6 separate regions of the Mus musculus genome follow, and all the other regions are linked to region 2. The links are chromatin contacts, called in public HiChIP or PLAC-seq and promoter capture Hi-C maps. All regions are on one chromosome and are shown on one strand. The core of a region is the stretch at or near the end of the contact, and the rest is flanking DNA. Distances in the headings are between cores, read along the strand shown.

Region 1 (4,244 bases), core at 1,334-3,833, 180 kb after region 2:
TGACTCACCCAGATCTGGCAAGATTTGTTTCTCATTCACTGCAGCGCAGATTGGGGACAGAGCCTTGCTTGGGAATTGATGTGGCACTAGGGGTGGCTCTGGCTTGCTGGTGCCCTGGGCACTGGGGATACGTGACTTGCGATGAGTTTATATGTTCCTTGGAAGGGAAGAGAGGCATGAGGAAAGTCCTGGACCTCAAAGGAAAGCCACCCTGCCCTGGGTCCTGCATGTTAGAGAGATCAAAGCTTCCTGCTCCTGCCAGGGTCCCATCTTCTGTCCTTTATTATCCCTTCCACTATGAAAGAGTCCCTCAGCCCCAACTCTCTCGTCAGCTGTGGTACCAGCCTCCAGCCCCCCTTCAGCAGCTCCACTGAAACCTAGAAGAGCACAGGAGCCAAACCTATCATGGCTCCAGAGCATTTTCCAACCAACCCGTCCCTCAGCAGGGGTGCTGGCCCATAGGCTCTCAGGAGGAGCTCAGTCAAGGGCTCCAGGGAGGCCCTGGGCTGACTGGGAAGCTGACATTTGCTGAGTCAGGACTGTTTGGCTCAGATCCTTCTCAACATCCAGGAACTTGTGGAAGGAGGGAGGGGAGGGACAGGAGGGATAGCCTCTGGATGCACCCCTAAACATGTACAGACCTTCATGCTGGGTGGTCAGTCTCTTCTGCCCCACCCCCTCAACCCCCCAGGGAGTAGAGCATATTGTGTGTTCCTTGTGGTGACAGTACAGCTAGAAGCCGGGACGGGTGTATAGTGCACGCAGGCCTCTGTGGAGAACAGGGCTCCCCATGACTCACCACCCAAAGCTCGTTCCCAAATGACAGTGTATTTCAGTGCCTCCCCTAAGAATCGGGCTATAGAACGTCTGCACTCCAGGGTGGCCCCAGCCAATGGCTGACTCAGTGTTGGCCATAAAGAACCTAGCTTGTCCAGAGGCAGGGCTTAGTGTGGACCCTGGGGGCTGATGCAGGGGGCCTGAGTTGGAGAAGCAGCATCAGGCCACACTGCCAACAAAGGCCACCCGAAAGTGAGGCATAGGGGACCACTCTGCCAAGAGGGTAGGGTTGAACCCGGCCCCCCAACTCTAGTGGCAAAGACAAATAAATCCCATAAGGAGGACAAAGGTTCGGCCTGTTCTGCATCCAATCACTCACTGAGTCCCAGGCATGCTCTTGCCTGCATGACCACACAGATGCACACAGAGACCAGAGACAGGCCCACACAAGGCCTGACGGCTACAGGTGTGGCTAGCACTGCATCATAGCCATATCCAACCACCACCCTAGCCGTGCGCCACTCAGAGACAGTGATTCCAGAAGTGCCATCTAACAAGCTCTGCTACACGCAGCTGAGTGCTATAGTCACGGATGGATTTCTCGTACAACTAAACTCTCCCCGACACATCAGCATATAGCCGCAATTCCCACAATTGACACGCGTACATGACCTTCCATACTATGAAGGCGTGGTAGAATCAGACAAAATAGTACATGCAGACCCCTACGTAATTCTAAGTCTGCAGTCACCTGTACTTGAACAAAGACAAGCCACAGCCTCACTTCATTATCACACACTTCCCGGCCCCAGCCCTATGAACTGTATTCAGTTATATCAGGCAGCTAAAGAGAGCTCATGGAGAGCTGGCTGGCATGCGCCCCCACAGCGAGCAGCAGCTGGAAACCCAACAGGGGCCATGAGTAAAAGAAAAGTCAGAGCTTCCGGGACCTCCGATCCCTGTCCCTCAGCTGGCCAGGCCTCTGGAACCGGAGGCCTCTCTGTGGAGGGGTTGGAGGGGTTGGAGAGGCCGGAAGGGGAACAGAGAGACTGCTGACAGAGGGGAAAGTGTTTGGAAAGAGGAGGCTTCTGCGGTTTGGAAACTGCAGGGCTTCCAGCCCCTGCCTCCCCAACTGGGACAGGCTGTCCACCTCCCCCACATCCCCGCCTGCCGGCCTCCTGGCCAGCCTTCACTCAGCAGGGTAAGCCTGCCATCATCTGTGCATAGTATGATCACAGAACACAGGAGCCCTGACCAGACCTTAGCCACCTCACTCTTCCCGCGGCCTTGTCTCTTAAAGGGGTGTCTCTTCCAGAGACCCAACCCAACTGCAGACTAGCTACCTATAGAGACCATTTTACACGTGTCTGAACGTTCTCTTCTCTAGACAATTCCCCTTGACCATAGAGTCTATGGCCAGGACCAGAAGTAGGGACTGGTCTCTGTAAGGAGGACAGCTCACTTATAAGATGAGTGGCCCAAGACCCAAGTCACCTGTGTCAACCTGAGGTAGACATCTCTGTCTCCCCAGCCAGAGCTGAAAACCATCAGTCCAAAGAGACATTTAAGGAGAGATGGTCTGTCTTGCCCTGTTAGGAAGCAGGACTGAGCTTTCCTCTGGAATCCCACAGTGATCGCCTCTCTGCTGATTAGCATTTTAACTGGGAGGCCATGATATTCCCAGTGCCTCAAGTATGGGGTCTTTTGCAACCAGCTTCACTCGCCAGAACCAATGTCCATGGTTGTGTACCCTGCCCCAAGTGGCTGGCCATGGACTCTGTCACCACACACACTTAAAAGGCTGCTGTGGCCAGGCTTGGCATCCACAAGGCTGAACACATGGTCAGGGTCCTGTTCTCAGCCATGGAACAGGGCAGGGCTCCTCTAATCTTCCCCTAAGAAGGGCTGTCATTTTTCTCTTCAAAAGCAACCTTGCCTAGGAAAACTTTCCTGATCGCTTCCTGCTCGAACCACAGGCTTTTAAAAATAGCCTGGCCGAACAAAGGCAAAATGTGGAGCCCAGGCCTCGCCTCGCCTCGCCTGGACCTCGGGCCCTGGATTCCCAGACCTGGCACTGTCCCGATAGCCACTGCCTAGGCCAGGGTTTACCGTGCCCCACTGGAAAATGGAGCAGGCAGGAGAGTAGAGCGTTGGCCTGGAGCCTATGGAACTTCTCCAGGGCCCTAGTCAGAATCTGGCGGGGTAGGTTCTCAGGCAGTGTTGGCAGCACTCCTGGGCAGGGCCGGGATGGAATCTGCAGGCTCCAAGCAGAGCTCTCCTTAGCTGCTGCTGAGAAAGGCCTGTGGTAAGAGAGTCTGAGAGCTGTGCAGCCTCCCGTGCCCTCACCCACCTTTTGCTTTGGGGCAGTTTTTCAAGCATGGCCTGTGGTCCATTGGGTCCACCCTACAACCTGGCAGGACAGTGGCCTTTATCAGAGGGAGATGCTAATCCCCAGGAGAGGGCTACAGACAGCACCCCAATGATGCACGGGAAAATGAGCAGGGTTTTGATACAGTAGCTCTCTCCTAAACCCCCACAGCGACCCAGAGGTTGAGGCAGGCTGTCCAACAAGGTCCAGCTGGGAGCCAGGAGCAGGAGGCGGCTTTGAGGCCAGACTCCTGCTATTTTGAGCTCCCAAGCAAGCTCCTCCCTCAGTCCCTGCTTATCCCTGCTTTCCTCATGGAGAGAGTCCAGGGTTCAACTGTAACCGTCCCTACTGTTGTGTGCTGGGTACCATTGTGACCTCCTGGAAGCAGCCAATACAGTCCTCCCAAGAGCACCTCCAGTTAACCACGTCTTCCAATGGGGGAGGGTGCACCATGCTCTTCCTTGGGCCCCAGGCCATCCAATGGACGGTCTTATAAGAGATGGGTGGCCTCACCTAGTCAGTTGCAGGTCTACCATAGGGCTTCATGTGGACAGGAGTGGACCTCAGCAGAACTGGAAGCCTGAACAAAGGCCTTTAGGGATGCCTCCTGCTCAGCCTGCCCACCAAGTTCTTTCCAAGAAGACTCCAGTGCTATGGGGAAACTTAGAGGTGACCTGAAGACACACAGGGGGAATAGAACACGTGGCTCTGCGGGAGGGGCTTGTGGTGGGGCCCTTGACAATCGCACACACCGTAACAAACCCCACAACCACTCCTGTAGAACTTGCTCCATGGAACGCTCTAGGGTAAATGCCATGGTCTGCTGTTAAGGGAGCTGAGCTGCTCAGTGAAGGTATCCCTGGAAGCCTTCATCTGGAAGGCAGACAGAGAATTTAAGAGGTTTGCAGGGCTGGAATCCAGAGTGTGGAGTGTAGATGGAACATGACGTGTTCTGAGGAGGGACCTGCTAGGGTTCCCAAGGCATCCAGGATACACCTAGCATTGGTCTCGATGTCTTGACTTAGAGCCTACGAGAAGCAGATTCCTCCAAACACTGGTACCCCAACACCCTGTCTGGGGGATCTGCTTTCACGCTGCC
Region 2 (4,068 bases), core at 1,205-3,704:
CCAAAATTTCACTCAGATTTGCACATCTCTATTTAAGACCTTATTCTGCAGAGCAGTTATCCACCGTCATTGAATATGTCTAGAAGGGGACTGACTAGAAAGATCGGCACGGTGCTCCATACACTGTCTTACTGGGGGTGGGGGGGCAGGCAGCAGGAGTCAAGGGGGCAGAAATGCTTCAGTTGAGGGTAGGGAGAGACCGAGCTGGAAGTATGATGTTTTTGTGCACCATGGAAAGGTTATCCTGTGTTATTTGAATGTTGATTTTTCGGCCCTCATATCTAAGTTTCCATCCTGACATAGCATTGAAATGCTTAGGTGGAGAATCGCCTCTCTCACTGCGCAGTGGTGGCACACACCTTTAATCCCAGCATTTGGGAGGTAGAGGCAGGCAGATTTCTGAGTTTGAGGCCAGCCTGATCTACAGCATGAGTTCCAGGACAGCCAGGGCTACAGAGAGAAACCCTGTCTTGAAAAACCAAAATAAATAAATAAATAATAAAAATAAATAATAAAAAGAATCTCCCATCTCAAGTTTGTGTAAGCAAGTCTTATCATTTATTCCCTGCCTTGTTGATAAATGCTGATGAAGTATCAAAGATGACTTGGGGCTGGACTGGCATCCTTCGGCAAGCAGCTCAGGGCTGAGCATATATCCTGGGTGAGCAAGCCTTGTTCAGGAAGTCAGGCTCAGCTCTGACATTCCCTGTTAACCAAATACCCCTGCCCCGGGGGAGTGCCTTCTTGCCTTCCATCAGCACTGCAACTGTCTTTGAGGTAGAGAAACCCTGTGTCTGGTGTCAATACTCTTGCATCCATCCAGTTTGTGAGTGTTTAGGTGTGTATGTGTCTATGTCCATGTGTATGTGTATCCTTTAGTGCAAGATGTCTGATATCCACCTTATTCCTTGAGACAGGATCTCTCACTGAACCCACAACTTATTGTTTCTGAGCTAGCTGGCTGGCCATCAAGACCTGGAATCCTCGTCCTAACTCTGTCCCATATAGTGCTAAGGTCACAGGCTCGTGGCCACACCTGGCTTTTACCTTAGTACTGAGGAATCTAAACTCTGGTAGTCATGTGTGCTCACCGGCACTCTTTAAACTTTTATGTGTATAAGTGTTTTGCCTGCGTGTATGTATGTGCACCACGCTGGGTGCCCAAAGAGGTCAGAAGAGGGCGTCTGATCCCGTGAGTTATGGGTGGTTGTGAATCATTGGGGAACTGGACTCAGAGCTGTCTTTTCTCCAGCCCCCTCCGCCAGTGCTCTTCCTGAAGAAAATGCAGAAGTCTCAGAGTGGCCCAGGGCTTCTGACAAGGGGGAAAAAAGTCACTAAATCCTTTGCCCACATTTCGGATGCTTTCCACTAGACGCAAGCACAAAACACAAAACATTACTGTATTGTGAAACAATTGGATTCGTTTTGAAAACACCTACTCCGTTAAATATTTGAAAGTAGAACAGGAAAAAAAAGATGAAATCGGTGTGTGTGTGTTAAGTTGAATTAAAGTAAAGTTGAGCTCCAAGACCAGAGATGGGCAAGCGACTTGGAAAGTCAGCTTTCCAGACTAGAAGGAGTGATGGCGAGGAAGCCTGAGCCTGGAGCTAAAGACGATCTGGTTCCCAACCCAGTGGATTTTTCCCACCATTGTGTGCTCCTCCGCCGGTTGCCAGCCCTGGGAGAGTCCCGGGGGAGCCCGGACTTAAGGCTAAAGTGGTGTCTGTAACCTTGTCATTGGGAAATGTTGTCGCAGGTTAGTTACACAGGCACTGATCGATGATGGAGGCAGCAGCAGATCAATAGATCCCATTTCCGGGGAGAATTCACCCGTGGTGACCTGCAGGGGGGCAGGTGGTTCATCAAAAGAAGGCTGGCTTGAAAGATTTAATGCTGCTCTCTTCTCCCGTCCGGGTCTTCTCTTGGAGGGAGCTGTAGGCAGTAACAGGCTGTAATAAACTACTTTTCCTTAAAGAGATCTGGGGAGATGGCAGTGGTACAAGGGACAGAAAGGTGGTCACAGATCCTCTGGGAGACCGAAAGCCAGGATGGGGGCGCGCTGGGCTCACTTTCGCTGAGCCTCCTTTCTCCAAAGCTACCCTGAGTTTGGGGACTGGGTAGAGTAGCCCTTCCAGGCCTCGCAGGGCTGAGCCCCTCGCCGTCCGTCCGAGCCCCTCCCCCGGCCCGGAGCCCCTCCCCGCGCTTCCCCTCGCCGCGCTCCCCTCCCTTCCCCTCCCCTCCCTTCCCTGCTCGCCCTGCCTCCGCCTCCTGCGCCCACAGCGCCGGCCAGCGCCGAGCCCCCAGGAGCCCGAGCGCGGCCCAGGGGCGCCGCCGGCCCCTCCCCGGCGCGCTGACAGCAGGCCCGGCCCCCGCCCCGTGCCCTCGCTGGCGGGACACACCCCCAGCCCTCCTCTGCGCCGCCAGTTCCCGCCGGCCCCACCGAGCGGCAGAGAGAGCGGGCAGGCGAGCGGAGCGCGGCGGCGCGGGAGGGAAGGGGCGCGCGGCAGGCCCACGGGAGCAGCCTGGGACGCACGGAGCCCTCGTGCCCTCCGGGACAGTCGCCTGCCCCGGAGCCTCAGCTGTAGGCGCCCGGAGCCTCGGCGGCGAGTAGCGCGTGGGGCAGGGGTGGCGTGTAACTGCAGGAACCGGGGCAACCGGAGAAGGAGCCGGAACCCGGCCGGGATGAGAAGGTGACGCCGCCGGGGGGCGCCACTCGCTTTGTGGGGACGATGCTCGCCTACTGCGTGCAAGATGCCACCGTGGTGGACGTGGAGAAGCGGAGGAGCCCCTCTAAACACTATGTGAGTACTGCTTCCACCGACCCCGGCGGGGGGCTGGCCAGTCCCGGAGATTCACGCCCCCAGGGGCAGCCTTTGACTCCAGAGTTTGTTCGCAGGGCTGTGATCTCTAGGGAAGCCTTTTCTGCCCTTCTTCCACTCCCCTGTCCCGGGTTTCTTTTTTTGGCATTGCAATTGGCAAGTGGCTGCCCTTGTCTGTTACAACGGTGAAGTCATGTGTCCGCCCGCTGCTAGGATGGTTGGTGGGGGAAGCTTTCGTCAGCCCCTTGCAGAGCATTTAGTTCCTTTGGGAAGGAGCATCTTTGCCGCGCTCCCTAGGGGAGCCGGGCACTCACGCTCATTCGGCCCGGAATGCTTTCCGTTGCTTTGACCGGAGACCCACACTTCTCTTTCTGCTTTCCACGTTTGCTGTTCTGCCTGCACCGGCTGGGGACAGAGGAAGCGCTTTGCCCCCTGCCCCCTCCACTCTTCGTTTCAAGCTTTGATTTCCTTCTTAAAACCATTGTGTTCCGCGGTGTGAGGAGAATTGTGGCTTTTCCTTTTATCCCTCCTCTGGACGTGACCCTTCGCTGGGGTCATTTCCTCGTGTAAGTGATGCTCTGACTCCAGACACGAGTAGGCAAATGTGGTCTGTGGTCTCCGAGGCACGGTTGACTGGCCCGCCGCCCCTCCCCCTTCTTTACCCAAACTTAATGAGAAGAGGCTAAGGTTGACCAGCTGGGCTTCAGAGTGTGTGACAGTACTCTTTCATCTCAGCCGGTCCTGTCTCCCAGTCCTTTACACCTTTGGAAGTAAACATTGTGTCCTTGTTGCTTTAGGATGACTTGCCGAGCTCTGCTCCTGGAGATAGAAGAGACTCACAGTAAAGAACCCAAAACACAGAAAACATGGAGACAGTAAGGGCAGCCTCTTATTTGCAAATTAGGCATTTAAAGGCGTATTTAGAATGCTCAAAGCATTAATTTTAACAATTAAAACGGGCTGTTGGTGGCTGCCCTAGATTGCACATTAGTCTCCAAAGTGCCTTCTATTTCACTGTTGGAAGGAGGCTGGGGCTGGTGGTGTAATACCAGCCGGAGGCTACTCTTTCTGTCAGGATCACAGCAGACTTGAAGGCAGAGTTCTCTGCAGTTGACTAGTGGGGCTGGACTCAGGTTGGGAAGAAGGTAAGAGTGGTCAGACCGGAGAGACGGATCTGTGGGGGGCATTCCCTGACACAGTCAGAGATCCTTTCCAATTGTGTAGTCTAGTGTCGAAAGCCTCTACAGCC
Region 3 (3,837 bases), core at 715-3,214, 220 kb after region 2:
TGCTCTGTGTCTCAAGTTGCAGCTATTTGTAAGAAACATGCCTTGCCTTGCCAGGTTCTGACAGGCCAAGGCAGGAAGAGCCCCTGTTGCCCAGATAATTTCAGATATGAGCATTTTGGCCTAAGGGTGTGGCCAGTGGTAAAGCACATACCTAGCATGCACAAGGCTCTGGGTTCAACCCCCAGAACCACACACACACATACACACATACACACACACACACACACACACACACACACACACACACACACCACAAATATATTGCTCATGCTGTCTGTAGACACACAGGTCACAGTGGCCACGAAGGAAATACTCTTTGAATGAAATTACTGACTGGAAACCCAGGAGAAGCAACTAAACTATGGAAGCTAACAGAGAAGGAATGAGAGGGTGAACAGAGAGAGGGGGAGACAGAGAGACGGCACTAGGAAACAGCCTTATTGGAAGTATTGTTGAGCTGGGAGCTGAGGCCCAGGAGCAGCTGGGAGTGGCTGGGCCCAGCCTAAGAATGTCTTCTCCAGCCTTCAGCAGGAGCAGCTGTGGGCGGCCAGAAGGGCTCCAAATAATTGTCCTAGCAGCAGGTCAGCTGTGCAAGGCCCCGAAATAGCTGCAACTTGAGACACAGAGCGCCCACCGCACGGGCAGAAGCAGCAAAAGGCTCCCAAAGTAAGGTAAGCATGGGAGACGGGGCACAGCTGTGTGCAGCCCCCCAAATCCGAGAGAACTCCTTGGGACTCCTCCAGTACACAGGCAACCTGGAACCACAAGCCCTGGCGTGGCCCCACGTTTGGAAGCAACACATTACATAATGAGTGCTGGAGCCACGCTGCCTGCTCAGGAGGGGTTAGCGATGCAGGCAGAGGTGACACAGGCTCCTTGAAAGGAGCTGTTCGGCCACTGGGCTTCATGTCCCTTTGGTGCCTGCCAATTCTGCCGCCTGGCAATCGTTCTGTTCCAGAGCAGCAATAACCAGGCCCTGCAAGGTTATGTACTGTACTGACCCATAAGGGAGAGGACCAGCCGGGACCTGTGTCTTGGGAATCGGCAGACAGCTAGTTTAGGCTTAGAGAAGGAAGAATCCAAATTAGGCATGGTTGCAGCAATCTTAGCATCTCGGATTAAATAGGTGCTCAAAGAAACTGAGGAGGTAAGGGACCAGGCAACCTGTAAGACCCCAGCCAGCTTTTCACTCAGCCTTGCCTAGAATGCTCCTGGGGACAGGAAGCTCACTACCTCAAAAAGCTTCCTAGCCCCTATCTATATGACTCTCTCAAAGGGTAACTCTCCCTGGGAAAGGCACATAGCTCAATCGGTAGGGTGCTTACCTAGAAAGCAAGTTCTGGGTTTGATATTCAGAACCTAACTAGCCAGGCACGGTGGTGCACACTCGCAATCCAGAGGTGGGGTAGGAGCATCAGAAGTCCAAGGTCAAGTTCAAGGTACATCCTAAAGTACATAACGAATCTGAGGTCAGCCTGGGCTACAGGAAACCCTGCCTTGAAAAGGAAAAGGTTTCCTGGTTCGGGTTTTCGAGTGGCAGATCATACCTGGGGGGGGGGGGGGGGGAGTGGCCTTTGTGTCTTTGAGGTAAATGTCACCTTGAGAATAAAGCTCTCCAACTCTGACCGAGGTGTTCATCCTCTGTCTCGGAGAGGGTCAGGGAAGGACTTTGCCTCGGCAGCAGGACAGGCAGCTGGTGAAAGGCTTGCGAGGTGTAATATTGCAGGCAAGTTCATAGAAGTCAACCTGAGCCAGGCCATGGGGCACATGGGCTGGTGACGAGCCAGCTCTCACTCAGAGACCACCCAGCCCTGTGACACATAGCCAGCTGCGTAGGGCAACCAAGGCAGGGCTTTGACACTGTCACGGGGGCCTCTTTTGAAGCTGGGCCACCACCAGCCCAGACTCCTGTTTGTTTGGATTCTCACATCCGCAGCACCGGGTAATCTTTAACCACGGGGCCGCAGCAGCCAGCCCCTGTTTGGAAGGCGCTGCCAGCACATTGACTGTCTCCATAAACATGGGCCTGCCGGTCTGCGTCTGACCCAGGCAGGGGAAGGAGCCGTGGAGGCAGTACACATCTCAGATGGACCTCTGGGCAGTGCCCTGAAAACCACACTAGCCTCCATCCCTCTCCTTTTAAACTCAGCGATGGGCTGCCCAGAAAAAACAAACACGATTTCTGAGGCCCCTGAGGGAAGCATAGACAGTTCCAGAATCACTCGAAGGCAGACTCCCTGGTTGAATCACCCGAGCCAGAGGCTCCCAGGATCATTTGATGTAGCCGCTCTCAAAATTTTTGTTACTTTGTTTAGTTGTTGTCTTTTTGTGTGTGGTTGAATTTGGTTTTGCGTTCTTAGTTTTTGAGACAGGATTTCGTATCTCAGGGTGGCTTGGAACTTACAGCAATCCACCTGCATCAGCCTTCCAATGGCCAGGAGGGCGGGTGTGAAAGGAGACACCCACTTCAAGTGGTCCATTTTTGAAGGCAGGGATATCTTTGTTCCAGTGGTACACTGTGGTTGAAATCTGGCAGGGAGGCACCATGGCCCTGTCTCCTTGTGCCTCTTCACTTCACTATCTTAGAAATGTCCTGGGGTTCTGGAGACCCACAGATCGTATCCCAGGAAACTTAGATTGCGGGGCATTCCTTTCTGCTAAAAGACTGGCATGGAGTTTTCTATTTGGTGATGGTGACTGTGGCAAACATGGCAAAGTGGATAAAACTACTTCTCACATCATAAACACTTTCCTGTATCTGTGAGCCTCTGCAGATACCTGTGAGCTAAGCGGGGCATGTATGATTATGCCCAAGCAATCCAGAGTCCAAGGCAAGAGACGTTGGGAATTACCCACAGCTCCCAAGCACCTGGGTCAGGTCTTAATTTGGAAAGAAGCCTCTCTTGCCTCTGAAATGAGGGTCTGGTCCCCAGTTGGACAGGACCCAGCTCCTCCCTTCCCTCAGGTTCCACTATGACCCTCTCACCCCGTGCAGGTCTTACCAAGGCCTTAGAACTACATCTGGAGGTGGCGACACACTAGGTAGAAGTGTGGCATTGCCTTTGCTGTAGGTGACGGACAGTCTCAATTTGGCAGTCCCTTGGATGTGATCTCATGCTGCCCAGGTTGGTCTGCTCTGGGACAGGAGACCAATGAAACCCTTGGAAATCTGTGACGAGCACAGGCAGTCAGACCTGCCCTCCCTCCCTGCTGAGTCAGATGCCCTGGGATTCCCCTTACCTCTTTCTTGGACCAATATCGCTGAAACTCTGGTAGCCTCCTCTGCCCAACATCCTTCCTACCTTGAGCTCCAGACACAACAGGTCCCCAGTGACCACCTGGAGGTGGCCATTCAGACTTATGAGGGAACACACAACTAAAGAAGCTGGAAGGCAGTGCCGCCTAGGCCCCTGGTTCAGACAAGCCACTACCACTTGAGGTCCTTAGACCTCTCTGCAAAACACGTACACCTTCCCCTGCGCACAGAGAGTGCATGCCACTTTAGACAGCAGGACAGTGCACCATGCAAACAACTTAGACCTGCACGTGCCCCGGGTGTTCAGGGGGAAGATATATCATCCTACAAAAGGGGAGGGGTTAACGTCCAGGTGGAGGAGGGGAGGGTTTGGTGCCCTGACCTTGACACAATTGGCAAGATTTGAGGTGAGAAGAAAAAGAAAATGCCCGGAAGAGTCTCTGAAGAAGGAGCAGTAAGACTTGGGGGTAGAAGGGACATTGGATTGGAGATAGGGTCTCCTGTAGCTCAGGCTGGCTTCAAATTCAATATATATTTGAGCATGACTTCATCTTCCTACGTCAGCTTCCCGTGTGTGTACA
Region 4 (3,905 bases), core at 818-3,317, 240 kb after region 2:
GAACTTGGACTCAGGGCTGATGTCTTCTGTGACTAGACTCAGAGTAGCCTATAGGCAAACCCAGTGTTCAGGTAACAGCCTAAACTGGCTGAAGGAAGGGTAAATACGTTCTCATTCATGAGACTGGGGAAATGGCTGGCATGTGGAGAAGTCAGAGAGAGGCGGTGGGGAGGAGATGGAAGGCAGCTCCTTATGTTATCTATCGTGTTTGAGGTTTTGTTTTGGTTTGTTTTCCGTCAAGAACAAAGGATAATTTGATTGAGGTGATGAGTCATCTGGTATTTAGGGCTTAATGCCGACCTGCCAGGACCATCCTCCCTACCCTGACCGATTAGGCTGGGCCTGGAGAATGAGGAGCCCGGAAGACCGCCCCCAAACTCCAGCTATATCTGGACCCAAGAAAAACACAGGTCACTAGCTGGAGTCTGAAAGAGAATGACGGAGATGAAGCAGGGGCACAGACTAAAAGAGCTGCATAGTGCAGAGAAACCAGAGCCATGGAGACCAGAGGGTGTCCTCTGGGACAGGTGCCCTGAGCAGTGACAGCTGCCAGCTGCCCAGCCAGGATGATGGGAACACAACAGGTGCAGTGCGGGGGTGGAGACTGAAAGAGAATCTGAGCAAACAACCTGGTGTTGGGTGCCCTTCCCAGCTCCCACCAGCCTCAGGCTCACTGCCAGCAGCACCCTCTGAGACCCTCCTAGACACAAACACACCTGCTCACACTCCCCAGCTGCCCTGGATGAAACAGAGGGTTCACCATTCATTCCAAGCAGAAAAGACCCGAACATGGAGGTACCCGGATCCCTGTTCCCAGGAAAGCACATGTCAGCTGGAAGCCACAGGCACTGAACCCCCATCTTTGTGACTGTCCAGGAATGGCGGATGGATGGACCCACCCCTACCATGTGGAGATTGGGAGCTCCAGCCTAGGGGCCATACAAGTTGGCTCTGCCATCATGTGACAGGGCGAAGCACCGACCGTCTCTGAGGTTCTGTGGTCACTCCTATAATAGGGACAAGACAGGGCGGTAGTGCTCATGAGAAGCAAGAGACACAATGTCTGCAAGGCAAGATGCCTGACCACTGTCAGGAATGCAGGGGGAGCTTAAGGATCTACCCCACCCAGGGAAAGGAGTGACCTGGGATGCCGGGTATGAATACAGACCATGTTCCTCCAGGGAGAGATGGGGAACCAGCTTCAGGAAGCACCATCTCCTGTCACCAACATGTACTCAGCTCTACACATGCCTCACCAGGCAAGGCTCTACGCTTTGCATGTGTGCTTTTACACACCTGCTATAAATGCAAATGCCATGTCAGAGGGCTGGCTAGCAGCCAGTTCAGCTAAGAAAGGAGATTAAGCATTGTCCCTTGTCACCTGGTCGGTGCTCTGGGTCTGGTCAGAGTGGAGTGAATTTTAAAACTGGAAGGCAGCCCTTGTCTCTTGTCACAAATGATAAATCATCAGTTGGAGTCCATAAGATCTGGATACACCATAACCTTTCTGGTTAAGGTAAGGAATGGAAGACAATGAGACTTTCATGGTGGGTGGGGGAGAGCGGGAGGACACCAGAGTGATACAGGAGACAGGACATATGTGCCAGAAAAAAACCTCGTGCGGGACCTGCACCTGACTGATCCCTGCTGGCCTGCTGGATTATAAGCAAAACTGGCAGCTGATGCTGGGAGGATAAAGACCTCCTTTGCAGGGAGGACCCTTCCCCATCCCTCTCCCCATACAGTCACAAGCTCTATATACACGCATACACACAAATCTGAGGATACCCCCTGGGGCTCCTGTAGCTGTGTGCCTTTCTTCAAGCTGCCTGCACCTCTGGCTCTGTCCTTCTTGTCCCTCCATGGTCTCATTTGCAGCAGAGCTCAGAGCCAGCTGAGCCAGCGCCTCCCCCCCCCCACCGCCCCCGACTTGCTCCTGTATCCTGCATCATCTCTTTCTCCAACTCTCTCCCTCAGACAATGGGCATCAGCAAGTACAACATCGTGATGGCCCAGGACCAACAAGAGCTGGATGACTCTAGGATTATACACTCCCAGGAAAGCCACTGACAGTTAAATACCAGCAGTCTAGTGACTCCAATAGTTGCTGCAACACACTGAGGAGTCTGTGGTGGGGGGGTTGGGGAATGACTCAGAGGAGAGGAGGTGCTGAGACTGGGCTCCTGAGCATTTCTGACTACCTAGTATCAAACCTCAGGTATCTATTCTTTCTTCTAAAAAATGGGCTGGGAAGGAAAATGCCTACCTGCCAGAGCAACAGGAAGAAGAGATGAGGCCCCAATACAGCGAGCCCAGAACAGCCTGGAAGGCCCAGGAAGTGTGGTCTAGATGAGCCTCCGTCATAACACTACATAAAGGCCCTACCATGTCCCCATCTTACCAATGAGGAATCACAGGCACAGAATGAGAAACAGCAGAGACTCGGCTTTGAACTCATGTCCATCTGCCCAGACACTTTGGCCTTCCCCCTCCCCATCCCGTGGAGGCTCTCCTGAAGGGCTCCTATGCCCCCTAGTACCTGCCCTCAAATAAAAATAAAACAGGAATCAAGATAAGTGAATACCCCTGGTGGCTAACTTTTGTTGTCAACTTAACAGGATTTAGAGTCCCCGTAGAAACAAATCTTTGGGCCTGTTTATGAGAGATTTTCCAGATTAGATTAGTTGTGGTGGTGAGAAGACCCATTCCAAATAGGGCGGTACCACTCCACAGGCTGGGGTCTCAGATTTGTTAAAACTCAGAAAGCAAGCTGAGCACATTTGTCTCTGTGTCCTGACTGTGGATACAATGTGATACAATGTGATACAATGTGGATACAATGTGATGCAATGTGGATATAATGTGATGCAATGTGTTGATACAAATCCAACTACCCCTTTGCTCCTCTCACCTCACTTCACTGGCCTGAGAGACAGCAACCCTTGCAACAGTTACAATTTAGAATTATAAACCGGAATAAACTGTTCCCTCCTTAGGTTACCTTCTGTCACAGCAATAAGACAACCAATACATAAACTAAGAAAATTACATCTGCCACTGTCATCTTTAAATACCTGCCCTGGACCCCAGAAGGAGAGGCCATTACTGGGAACGTAGCATCCTCAGTGAGGACACTGAGGGCTTGGGGACACGGAAGGTGCAGGTTACACAGGTACGAAGCAGCTACACTAAGATTAAGACAGAACTCTGAGCCAGGCATGATGGCACAGCCTTTAATCCCAGCACTCAGGAGGCAGAGACAGGCAGATCTTTGGGTTTGAAGCCAGTCGGAACCACAAGAGAGTCCCAGAACAGCCAGGGCTATACAAAGAAACCTTGTCTCCCCACCACCACCACCCCCAAAGATACACATCAGCTGACATCATCACCCAAGCACTTGCCTCTGCTGTGTGGCCTCAGAATAATGACTCAGCTCTAAAGAGCTACAAGTCAACTCCTCCCATCCTTGAACTCCACCCAGAGCTCCCTCCACATCATCCTGACCGGAACACTTACTGGCACTTTTGCTGCCTTCGTAGGGTTGACAGGTTGGCCTTTCTGTCTATCAGAGCTTCTGGTGGTTTCTGAGCACCTCGGGAGAAGCTTGGTTCCCTCTGGGAAGCATTCAGAACTCTCTAAACTGACCCCAACCCATGGATCTGGCTTCATTCCCAGGATATCCACCCTCCCACCAAAGTATTTCACGAACGTGAGCCATGAGCCCTGCCCATCCAAGACAGGCTAGCCCAGCAGGGACTTTCCCATTCTTGGAGCAACATGGCTGCTCAGTCTCTAACATGGTGGTTGGTACTCATGGTTCTGCCAAGAGTATTTTATACAAGCGAGAAGAAAACCAAGAGCAGAAGAGAGGTGAAGCTGTGATTGGTGGTGTACAGTCCTGGCAC
Region 5 (4,051 bases), core at 510-3,009, 130 kb after region 2:
GTGTAGGAGACAGAGAGCACCCTGGTGATGGTAGGAGGCTGTTGAGACCTGAGCCTGTCTCCACTGACATCTCCTCCAACAAGACCGCAGCTCCTGATCTCTGCCAAACAGGTCCACCAAACAGGAACCAAGCATTCAAATGTATGATCTTATGGGGGACTGTTTTCATTGGGCCCACCACATGGGGATTAAACATCATGCATGCTAAACAAATTGTCTACCACTGAGCTGTTTATCCCTACACACACACACACACACACACACACACACACACACACCTTTTTTTAAAAAACTTTATTTTTGCCGGGCGTGGTGGCGCACGCCTTTAATCCCAGCACTCGGGAGGCAGAGGCAGGTGGATTTCTGAGTTCGAGGCCAGCCTGGTCTACAAAGTGAGCTCCAGGATAGCCAGGGCTATACAGAGAAACCCTGTCTCGAAAAAACCAAAAAAAAAAAAAAAAAAAACTTTATTTTATGTTTTAAGACATACCCTAGCTAAGTTGTCCAGTGATGTTGCTGATAAAACACCACGACAGAAAGCAACTTAGAAAGGAAAGGGTTTGTTCCATCTTTCATCTCCCAGGCCACACTCCATCTAGGGGAAGTCAGGGCAGGAACCTGAGGCAGAGAAACTGAAGCAGAGGGCATGAGAACACTGCTTACTGGCTTGTTGCTCATGCTCAGCCAGCCTGCTTTCCTATACCATCCAGGACTACTGCGTAGGAGTTAGCGCCACCCACAGTGGCCTGTAATCTCCTACATCAATCATCAGTCAAATATTTTCTCGATTAAGACTCTTTCCCAGATGACCCCAGCTCATGTCAAGTTGATATAAAAACTTGTCAACACACTGGCCATGAGTTTGAGCATTTGAGGATCAGGAGTTTGGGTCATGCTCGGCTACTTAGGGAGTTTCAGGCTAGTCTGGACTACACTGAGATAGTGTTTCTAGGCTTCAGGGGTGGGGCTATTAAAAAAAAATCCTATCATCTGGGGGACTGGGATGCCTGGGTCATGAGTTTGAGGCCAGCCTGGGCTACATGGTATCTCAGTAAGGAAACATAGAAAGTAAACTGGGCATCTGGCTTCTCCATATCTGGGAGTACTGTGTGAGAGACATGATACAGATCACACCGGCTAATAGATACAGTGTGTCTGAACAGGAGAAAACGTGTTCCAGGGGCCTCCTCCAGCCTTCTTGTTAGAGGAGGACCCGGGAGGGCCCTGGAGCAGTTTCTCAGAGGCATTTGTTCACACCCATGGAAGGAGGGCAAGAATTCTGGCTGAATTCCTGGCTGTAGGACCCCACCTAGGCATCTGGCATCGGGACATGCTCCCTAGGGCTGTGCCTGTGACCCCCCTCTGGGGATGAGGCTCCAGGAAGCAGAACTTCTCAGAGTTGATGAGGGAGCACACTAACAGGATAGAGAACAGCCTTGTGCTAGCACAGGGAAGCCTGGGCGGGGCCCTGAGAAGTAGTCTGTCCCCAGTGAGCGAGGATCACAGTGCCTGAGAGAGAATCCCGGAGACCTGGACTTCACTCCATTCTCCCTGTGGGAAGTTCAGCCTGCGCTGTGGTATGGAAGGGTTAACTCGAGCCCCACCCCACCCCTGTCCTGCAGGCAACTAGGCTGCTGCTTTCTGGATAAAGCTTTGTCACGTGAGAGAGCCAGCTGTGGGGATTTCCCCAGCCGTGATGTGTGCATGCGTCTTAAGTGCATGCATGCACAACCGTTTACGTGGCAGTCTGTGAGCTCAGGGGACCTGTCTAAACACTTGCAGATCAGGGGTGGGCCAAGTCAGGAGAGGCCCAGGGCCTCTAGCAGACACTGTGGAGGAGGGGATTGACTGGGCCTGGATCCCACCAGTCTCTGTACAAGAGCACTTTGCACCTTCATAGACTACTGTCTCCTGTAACATCCACCATGCCACAAAGCTATATTGCTTATGGGTGCTTTGTTGTTATTGTTGTTGCTGTTGTTTTGAGCCCTTGGAAGGCTTTGCCATGCAGTCTTCTGGGATTTTCTGCTGGGCCTGAGGGTCCGTCTTTGTACTTTGGTGCCCAGGAAGGTGAAGGACTTTCCTCAGCCTCAGAAGGCCTGCACGTGGCTCAGGAGGGCAATTTTGGATTAGATCAGCGGTCTCAACCTTCCTTATGCTGTGACCCTTTAGTTCCTCATGATGTGGTGACCCCCCCCCCAGCCATAAAATTATTTTCATTGCTACTTCATAGCTGCAATTTTTCTACTGTTTACTGTTATGAACTGTAATATAAACTTCTGATATGTGACACACACCCCCAAAGGGGTCTCAACCCACAAGTTGATAATCCCTAGGCTAGATTAAGATTAGGGCCACAGGCATCAAATGAGCCTTGGTTCCCTTGAAACCAATGGAGTGAAGACCAAAGAAGGCTCCTGCCCCTTTCATCCACTGAGGTTAAACTGGACACTTGAGTGTTTCCAGTGTGATAGAATCGTAGTCAGGGTTAAGACAAAAGGAAATTCAAGACTAACTGGAGACACACAACACTTTGAGTGTGTATGCTAAGATTGGAACCCAGGGCCTTTATACATTCTAGACAAGTGTTCTAACACTAGGATATGTATCTAGCCTAGCTTAGCATGTTTTTATTCAACATCTATTATGTGCCAAATATTTGCTAAGATTATAATCCTAGCGGGTGTTCTGGAGGTGGTTAAAACAGTGAACAGTACAGGGCAAAGGTAGGTGAGATAGACCAACCTTTAAAAAATGCAAGCCGGGCGTGGTGGCGCACGCCTTTAATCCCAGCACTCGGGAGGCAGAGGCAGGCGGATTTCTGAGTTTGAGGCCAGCCTGGTCTACAAAGTGAGTTCCAGGACAGCCAGGGCTACACAGAGAAACCCTGTCTCAAAAAACAAAAAAACAAAACAAAACAAACAAACAAAAAAATGGATATTCTGCTGCTAGTCCTCCACCAAAGGTTTTTGTGACAACCCTTCTCCCTCCACCCAAAAAAAAAAAAGGTCTAGACAGGAAGCCATTGAAGAGAAGTCTTAAAAATTGTGTGGGGTGCTGAAATGTAGCTCTTCACAGTTGGGACCTTCTGGCAGGGGTAGGAGGAACCCAGTTTTCTTTAAGGGGCTGGCCACTGGGAGTTTGACCATGCTCCTGCAAGAATATGGGTAGTACTCAGTGTACTTTTTCTTCTTCTTTTGTTTTGGGGAGGTCACAAGAGTGGAGGGGATGGACCTGGGAGGAGTAGGAAATGAGTGTGATCATGTGATTGGGGTGCATTATGGGAAATTTCCAAATAAGCAATTAAAAAATATTGGGTTAAGAAATGGGTATCCCCAATTTCAGTGCAGAGAAGAGCCCTTACCTGGCCCCTGCAGCCTGTGAGCCCTGTTACCGTAAGGTCTTTGGGGAACTCCCTGACTGACCTCTCCCAGGCTACCTCAGTGAGCCTGAGAGTAGAAGAAGGACACCCTGTAGAGGTGGCCTGGACGGAATCAGGGAGGTAGCCAAGGGTGCCAGACTGCCTCAAGCCGGGGGCTTCCAGGGCAGACAGTATCACTCAGTGGGGTATACATACTGTGTGTGTGTCCTCCTGTGGACATACTGTGTGTGTGTGTGTCCTCCTGTGCTGAGGATACCCAGTGGAGCTGGATCAGCAGAAGGGCCCCGGCAGTGCATGTGGACCGTGCTCACTAAATAGCTGGCCGTTGATTCTTTGATGATCTGATAGCCAGAGTCCTGAGTGAGAGACGGGATGTTCTACTCTGGATTGTCCTGGATGGGAACGTCCGTCCTGAGTGAGCATGCTGCCCTTGACTCCTCCCTACAGCCCTTCCCTCCTCCCTTTTGGCTTCTGAAGGAGTAGCCAAGGGGTGGGTGGATCCAGGACTATAGGCCTGCAGTGGCTGGATGACTGATTTATTGAAGTCACTGGCCTGTTTCTGTGCTGCCTCTGTGTGTGTGAGCACACACAATGCCCTAGGTGAGGGCTGCTCAGGGATGGCTGCTTCTCTCTGTGTGTGAGCACACACAGTGCCCTAGGTGGGGGCTG
Region 6 (4,290 bases), core at 2-2,501, 160 kb after region 2:
AGGGCAGCGATCTGTACAACAGGGACTGTTCATTAAGGCGAGGGCTACTGTGCTCATTAATACACCCATTCGTTTATTTCATGTTATTTTAATATTTCCTTTGTCTCAGGCACTGTGATAATTGCTTATACACCCAGAGGGTTCGTATCTAATTGGTATGAGAATTCAAGCTTTTAAGATGTGGGCTGTATTGTGAGGGTAGGGTAGCTTTAATTTTGTTTGTTTGTTTGTTTGTTTTTAACTTACATTTATTTCTTAGGGGTAGGGGGCTACCAGGGGGCACTCATGGCATTGCGTGCATGTGATGTTTGGAGGATCACACATAGGAGGTGGGTCTCTCCTACTGGGTCAGTCCTGGAGATGAAACCCATGTAGTTCGACTTGGTGGCCAGCAGCTCCACCCACCGATCCATCTCACCCACTTGGCAAAGCTTTATACGCTTTCTGCTGTCTCCAGTTGACTCTGTTGAGCTTCTAAGTCTTGTGCTTAAACTTTGCTCGACTGAGGAGCAACCTAAATGCTGACCCAGACCTCCAGGCAGTGTTGCCTAAGAAGCCGACACTGCCGTAAAGACATGCTAGGCTGTTTCTAGAAAGGGCAGTTTATTGCCAGATGCCTTGCGGATTCATGAACTAGCATCCCTGTCTCCCACACAGCCTGGTAAGAGTGAGGCTCCCTGGGTCAGTGTGTATTTGGTGCATTTGGAGGTAGTGTCTGGCCCTCACAAGGCCCTGTTGGAGCATCAGAAAGCCTTGCTCTCCGATAGTTCGTCTCTTCCTAAATGCATGTGTGTCCCTCCTGTATTTGCCTAGGCAGCAATTCCTGAGTCCATTCTGGTCCAAGGCCATCTCTGGTATGCAGTGTGTGCACTTCATGACGCCGGCTGGAGGAGAAAGGGCCAGAGAGCATAAATCTCTGAGCAAGTGAGCCCTAGGCCCGTCAGTCCAGCTTTAACCATGGTGGGACAGGGATCATCTTAGAACTGAGATTGCAAAATCTCTCTAATGAAAATCTCAGGCTTCAAGACAGATAGGCCTGGTTGTGACTTGGATTTCTTTGTGTCCCTTGGAAAGTTTCTTGGATCCTCTAGGCATCAGTTCTCTTACCTATGTAACAGGGGACAACCGTACAGTCCCTGCTATGAAGTTGGAATCCTCTAATTCAAAAGGGCTCCGCGTTCAGGGACAGAGACACGGCGAGTGCCAGTGCATAATAGTGCAGCTAGGTCCCTGGACTGGGAGCTTGCAATGATGCAAGATGGCAGTGCTGGCCCAACATGCACAAAGCCCTGGTTTGACCCCTGGTACCACATAAACCACGCGTGATGGCACACATCTGTAACCCCAGCACTTGGGAGGTAGAGACAGGAGGATCCAAAGATCGAGGTCAGCCTTGGCTACTTGAGGCCACTCTGGGCTATACGAGATTCTGTCTCAAGACAAAACCATACCAGACTGGTACAGTGATGCACACTTTACCGTCCTGGGCCAGTTTCCCCACCTGGCCAGAGAGTAAACGATACTCGGTGGTTCTAACAGCTCTGCAGGTCTGTGAAACAGAGATAGCAGCAGAGGGCTTACTGCCAGTGATGTTAGGACTGCACCTGCCAGAGCCACCTCCTTTGGAGCTCTTAATTGCACAGTTGTCCTTATCCCACCCAGGACACCACCATGCCGACCATCAAAGTTCTGTCATCTGGTGCAGAGCTGAGGCACTGCCGGTCAAGACTGGGTCTAGGGGGCGGGGAGGGCACGCTTCTGGAAGATCCTTAGAAAATGAACACATTCCAGTGGGCAGAGGGCAGTGTGGGGTGGTGGGCAGGGACGAGGCACTCAAGGCAGAAGCTGTGTGGAAAGTTGGGCAGCCCTATGTCAATTAGCCACAGGCTTCCCTAAGCAGGAGGGCTGCCTGCTGCGGAGAGCTTGGCGCCCACCTTGCAGAGCAGCAGGAGCAGGTGTGGGGGACAAGGAGACTCTAGAAATAGTGCTTCCTTCAAGCTACACGAGCCATGGCTGTGTTAGGAAGGCATCCAAGAGTTTGTCAGTACCCAGCCAGGAACCAGCTGCCAGGTGACAGGGCAGGGCCACAGCGCCGAGCTTTCCCTCGGTCGCACTTCCTACCTGCTCAGGTTGGACAGGAAGAGCAGCCAGTCACCTTCACCTGACGCTGTCTCTGTAGACAGAGGTGACTCTTCGGATTCAGCCCACTCTGGCTTATGAGTGGGCAATCCTGGAGAGCCTGCCCACGTCCCAAAACACGCACGCACGTAAGTACGCACGTACGTAAGTACGCACGTACGTCCGGATCCTTTGTCCCCGGTAGAAGTGGCAGCCCCCACTCCCCAGCAGAAGTATAGGGACAAACTCTTCCCAGTGTCCTCCCTCGGCTCTTACGTAATGGGCTTTAGCTAAGTGCAGGGTACTTTGTGGGGAGTGTAATTTGTCAGAACCTCAGGGAATTTGGGTTGAAAACTTGCCCCTTCCCTGTTCTCTCCCCAGCTTACCCCCGTGGCTACTGATATCACACACTTCAGCACTTAGGTTTTCAGTAACCATTGTGGTAGCTGAGGGTAGACCACGGCAACCACCCTCATTCCTATCAGCATCTTTTCAGATTCCATAACCTCATCCTCTAGGTGTCCAGCGCTGACCGAGACTCCTAGCCTTAAGGTGGGGATCGACTCGGGTGACCCAGTTAGCTCACATGACCTGAAAAGCCTTGTGGGAGTCGGTGTTCCATGGGGTTCCCCAGCTGGGAGCCCGTTGAATCCCCCAAAGCGGAGGGAACCTTCTGGTTCCTATAGCTCAAGTTTATCTCTTTCTGATTGAAATGTGTGATATGAAACTGTCGTTTGAGTCTCACTAGCTCAGCCTGTGATATCTTCTTCCCTTCCTAGCCGGTCATCTCTCAGGCTCCTGCTAAAATTCATTTGTTTCTCTCAAGCTTCTATTGGACTGGACTGTGGGAGAATGGCCCAGGAGAGCCACAGGGGGTGACAGAAAGCCAAACTCAGAGTCAGTCTGCCAAGGATTAATGGTCAAGTGAGCGAACTGTGCCTAGATCCAAAACTGACGCATGGTACCTGCGTCTCCCTCTCCTGTGGTCTGGTCTGTTGGGACGGTCACAGCCACCTTTGGCTGGACATGTCTTGGAATCTAAGTGGCCAGAAGTCTGACTGTCTGTTGTTCTCTCCAGTGCCTGCTGGGAATCATCATGGGAGAGGTTAAGGCCACCTGGGGAAATATGCCTGCCCCTGCCAGCTAGCTGGGGATTTTGAGCATTTTCCAAGGTCATCTCTTTCTGAATCATAATATTTTAAGTTTCACAGGATAGAAAAGCATGCAGTTTTTAAAACCTCTTGGTAAGAGACAAGGTGGAGTTTGGTGTTCTTTCTCTCCAAGGAGGAAACTGAAACCCAGGACAGTGAGGTAACTTGCCCCAGGGTTGCACGGCCAGGAAGGCAGACGTGAGCTTTGTGTAGCATCGTCTCCTAGGTTAGGAGCCTGAGTGCTGGCAGCCTGGAGTTTGCTTCTTTGGAAGGGCAAACCCCAGAAAGCTTTGCTGTGTGACTTCCCCATACCCTAAATGCTAGGAAGCAGGGGTCAGTTCCTCTGGAGCAGGAAAAGGCCAAGGGCTGCAGATCAGAGAGACTTTGAAGGAGGGTGGAGAAGGTGCCTTGCGTTTTCCATCTTGGCTCCCAAGGTCCTTCAGGAGGGGCTGGCCCATGTGAGTGGTAGGGCTGGAGGGCCTTGGGAATAGCCTGAGCTGTGCCTTTCCGGCACTCGTCCAGGTACCTCCAGTCCATGTTGCCTTTCTCTGCTTGTAACCAAACAGAACCATCCAGCCCCTCTCCTCCAGCGCCATACCATTTGGTATAGATCCTCCAACCTTGTCTGCCCTCTTCCCTCCACGCCAGCCTTCAGTACTCAGGGAAATCCTGCCTCCGTAGCTGGCAGGCATTGAGAACCTACTATGTGAGCCATGCACATGCATAGAACTGGGCAGAGCAATGGACAGGAATCCACCATTGTCTTGCCCTTGCCGACAACGACATCCCTGAGACTCAACGTGTAATACAGATACCGTGAGCTGAGGACATTCACCACGTAAAGCCGAAAGCAAGGTGAGGTTGACCACAGGAGGCTAGGGTTCAAAATGGCACATGGACCGGGCGCTATGGGTTTTGTGGAGGCTCAGTGCTGGGCTGGGTGGAGAGAAGGTTCCTGAAGAAGGCGAATCTTAAACAAAGGAGTGGCGGGCAACTTGCCAGGGTGGAGAAGTCAGGCGTT

Evidence for each region. Promoter capture Hi-C pulls out the DNA fragments that hold promoters and counts their contacts. HiChIP or PLAC-seq counts read pairs in DNA pulled down with a chosen protein or histone mark.
Region 1: a contact with region 2 is called in a promoter capture Hi-C map of liver. The contact joins the enhancer-like site here to the promoter of Sh3pxd2a in region 2. A contact is called at or near these places in 9 of 39 promoter capture datasets (the 3T3-L1 cell line, the C10 cell line, the HPC-7 cell line and 4 more), 5 of 484 Hi-C or Micro-C datasets (the AML12 cell line, B cells, bone marrow-derived macrophages and 2 more), 3 of 115 datasets of contacts at active chromatin or transcription factors (embryonic fibroblasts and embryonic stem cells) and 1 of 9 other capture datasets (embryonic stem cells).
Region 3: a contact with region 2 is called in a promoter capture Hi-C map of liver, with 2.2 times the contacts expected there. The contact joins the enhancer-like site here to the promoter of Sh3pxd2a in region 2. A contact is called at or near these places in 5 of 39 promoter capture datasets (the 3T3-L1 cell line, cranial neural crest, embryonic stem cells and 1 more) and 3 of 115 datasets of contacts at active chromatin or transcription factors (embryonic stem cells, extraembryonic endoderm stem cells and pancreatic cancer cells).
Region 4: a FOXA1 HiChIP or PLAC-seq map of pancreatic cancer cells shows a contact between it and region 2. The contact joins the enhancer-like site here to the promoter of Sh3pxd2a in region 2. A contact is called at or near these places in 2 of 39 promoter capture datasets (the C10 cell line and liver) and 3 of 115 datasets of contacts at active chromatin or transcription factors (bone marrow-derived macrophages, microglia and pancreatic cancer cells).
Region 5: an H3K27ac HiChIP or PLAC-seq map of embryonic stem cells shows a contact between it and region 2, with 7 read pairs. The contact joins the enhancer-like site here to the promoter of Sh3pxd2a in region 2. A contact is called at or near these places in 12 of 39 promoter capture datasets (the C10 cell line, cranial neural crest, embryonic stem cells and 7 more), 2 of 15 datasets of contacts at CTCF or cohesin (the NIH/3T3 cell line and embryonic stem cells), 6 of 484 Hi-C or Micro-C datasets (B cells, the C2C12 cell line, bone marrow-derived macrophages and 3 more), 17 of 115 datasets of contacts at active chromatin or transcription factors (the 230-238 cell line, bone marrow-derived macrophages, craniofacial prominence and 10 more) and 4 of 9 other capture datasets (adipose tissue, liver, macrophages and 1 more).
Region 6: a promoter capture Hi-C map of liver shows a contact between it and region 2. The contact joins the enhancer-like site here to the promoter of Sh3pxd2a in region 2. A contact is called at or near these places in 3 of 39 promoter capture datasets (embryonic stem cells and liver), 1 of 484 Hi-C or Micro-C datasets (liver), 4 of 115 datasets of contacts at active chromatin or transcription factors (double positive thymocytes, embryonic stem cells and pancreatic cancer cells) and 2 of 9 other capture datasets (adipose tissue and liver).

The regions. Positions count from the first base shown.
Region 1 is chr19:47,278,685-47,282,928 of GRCm38.p6, reverse strand. All of the region lies in intron 10 of Sh3pxd2a (SH3 and PX domains 2A), which reads left to right. Among named protein-coding and RNA genes, the nearest start is that of Gm29834, 5.9 kb to the left of the region's middle. Within about 2 kb of position 2,583, at least 116 of the 459 cell types and tissues checked have an H3K27ac peak or open chromatin away from gene starts, as enhancers often do. A contact at or near this core is called in embryonic fibroblasts and liver, where this site is marked.
Region 2 is chr19:47,462,797-47,466,864 of GRCm38.p6, reverse strand. It overlaps Sh3pxd2a (SH3 and PX domains 2A), which reads left to right and starts at 2,454. Exons shown (of 15, transcript NM_008018.4): 1 at 2,454-2,801. The coding sequence starts at 2,730.
Region 3 is chr19:47,246,093-47,249,929 of GRCm38.p6, reverse strand. All of the region lies in intron 3 of Neurl1a (neuralized E3 ubiquitin protein ligase 1A), which reads right to left. Among named protein-coding and RNA genes, the nearest start is that of Mir6995, 26 kb to the left of the region's middle. Within about 2 kb of position 1,964, at least 17 of the 459 cell types and tissues checked have an H3K27ac peak or open chromatin away from gene starts, as enhancers often do. A contact at or near this core is called in liver, where this site is marked.
Region 4 is chr19:47,219,378-47,223,282 of GRCm38.p6, reverse strand. The region is part of intron 1 of Neurl1a (neuralized E3 ubiquitin protein ligase 1A); the gene reads right to left. Among named protein-coding and RNA genes, the nearest start is that of Gm36693, 19 kb to the right of the region's middle. Within about 2 kb of position 2,067, at least 50 of the 459 cell types and tissues checked have an H3K27ac peak or open chromatin away from gene starts, as enhancers often do. A contact at or near this core is called in bone marrow-derived macrophages and pancreatic cancer cells, where this site is marked.
Region 5 is chr19:47,328,514-47,332,564 of GRCm38.p6, reverse strand. All of the region lies in intron 6 of Sh3pxd2a (SH3 and PX domains 2A), which reads left to right. Among named protein-coding and RNA genes, the nearest start is that of Gm29834, 44 kb to the right of the region's middle. Within about 2 kb of position 1,759, at least 223 of the 459 cell types and tissues checked have an H3K27ac peak or open chromatin away from gene starts, as enhancers often do. A contact at or near this core is called in B cells, the C2C12 cell line, the NIH/3T3 cell line and 10 more, where this site is marked.
Region 6 is chr19:47,303,307-47,307,596 of GRCm38.p6, reverse strand. All of the region lies in intron 8 of Sh3pxd2a (SH3 and PX domains 2A), which reads left to right. Among named protein-coding and RNA genes, the nearest start is that of Gm29834, 19 kb to the right of the region's middle. Within about 2 kb of position 1,251, at least 11 of the 459 cell types and tissues checked have an H3K27ac peak or open chromatin away from gene starts, as enhancers often do. A contact at or near this core is called in adipose tissue and liver, where this site is marked.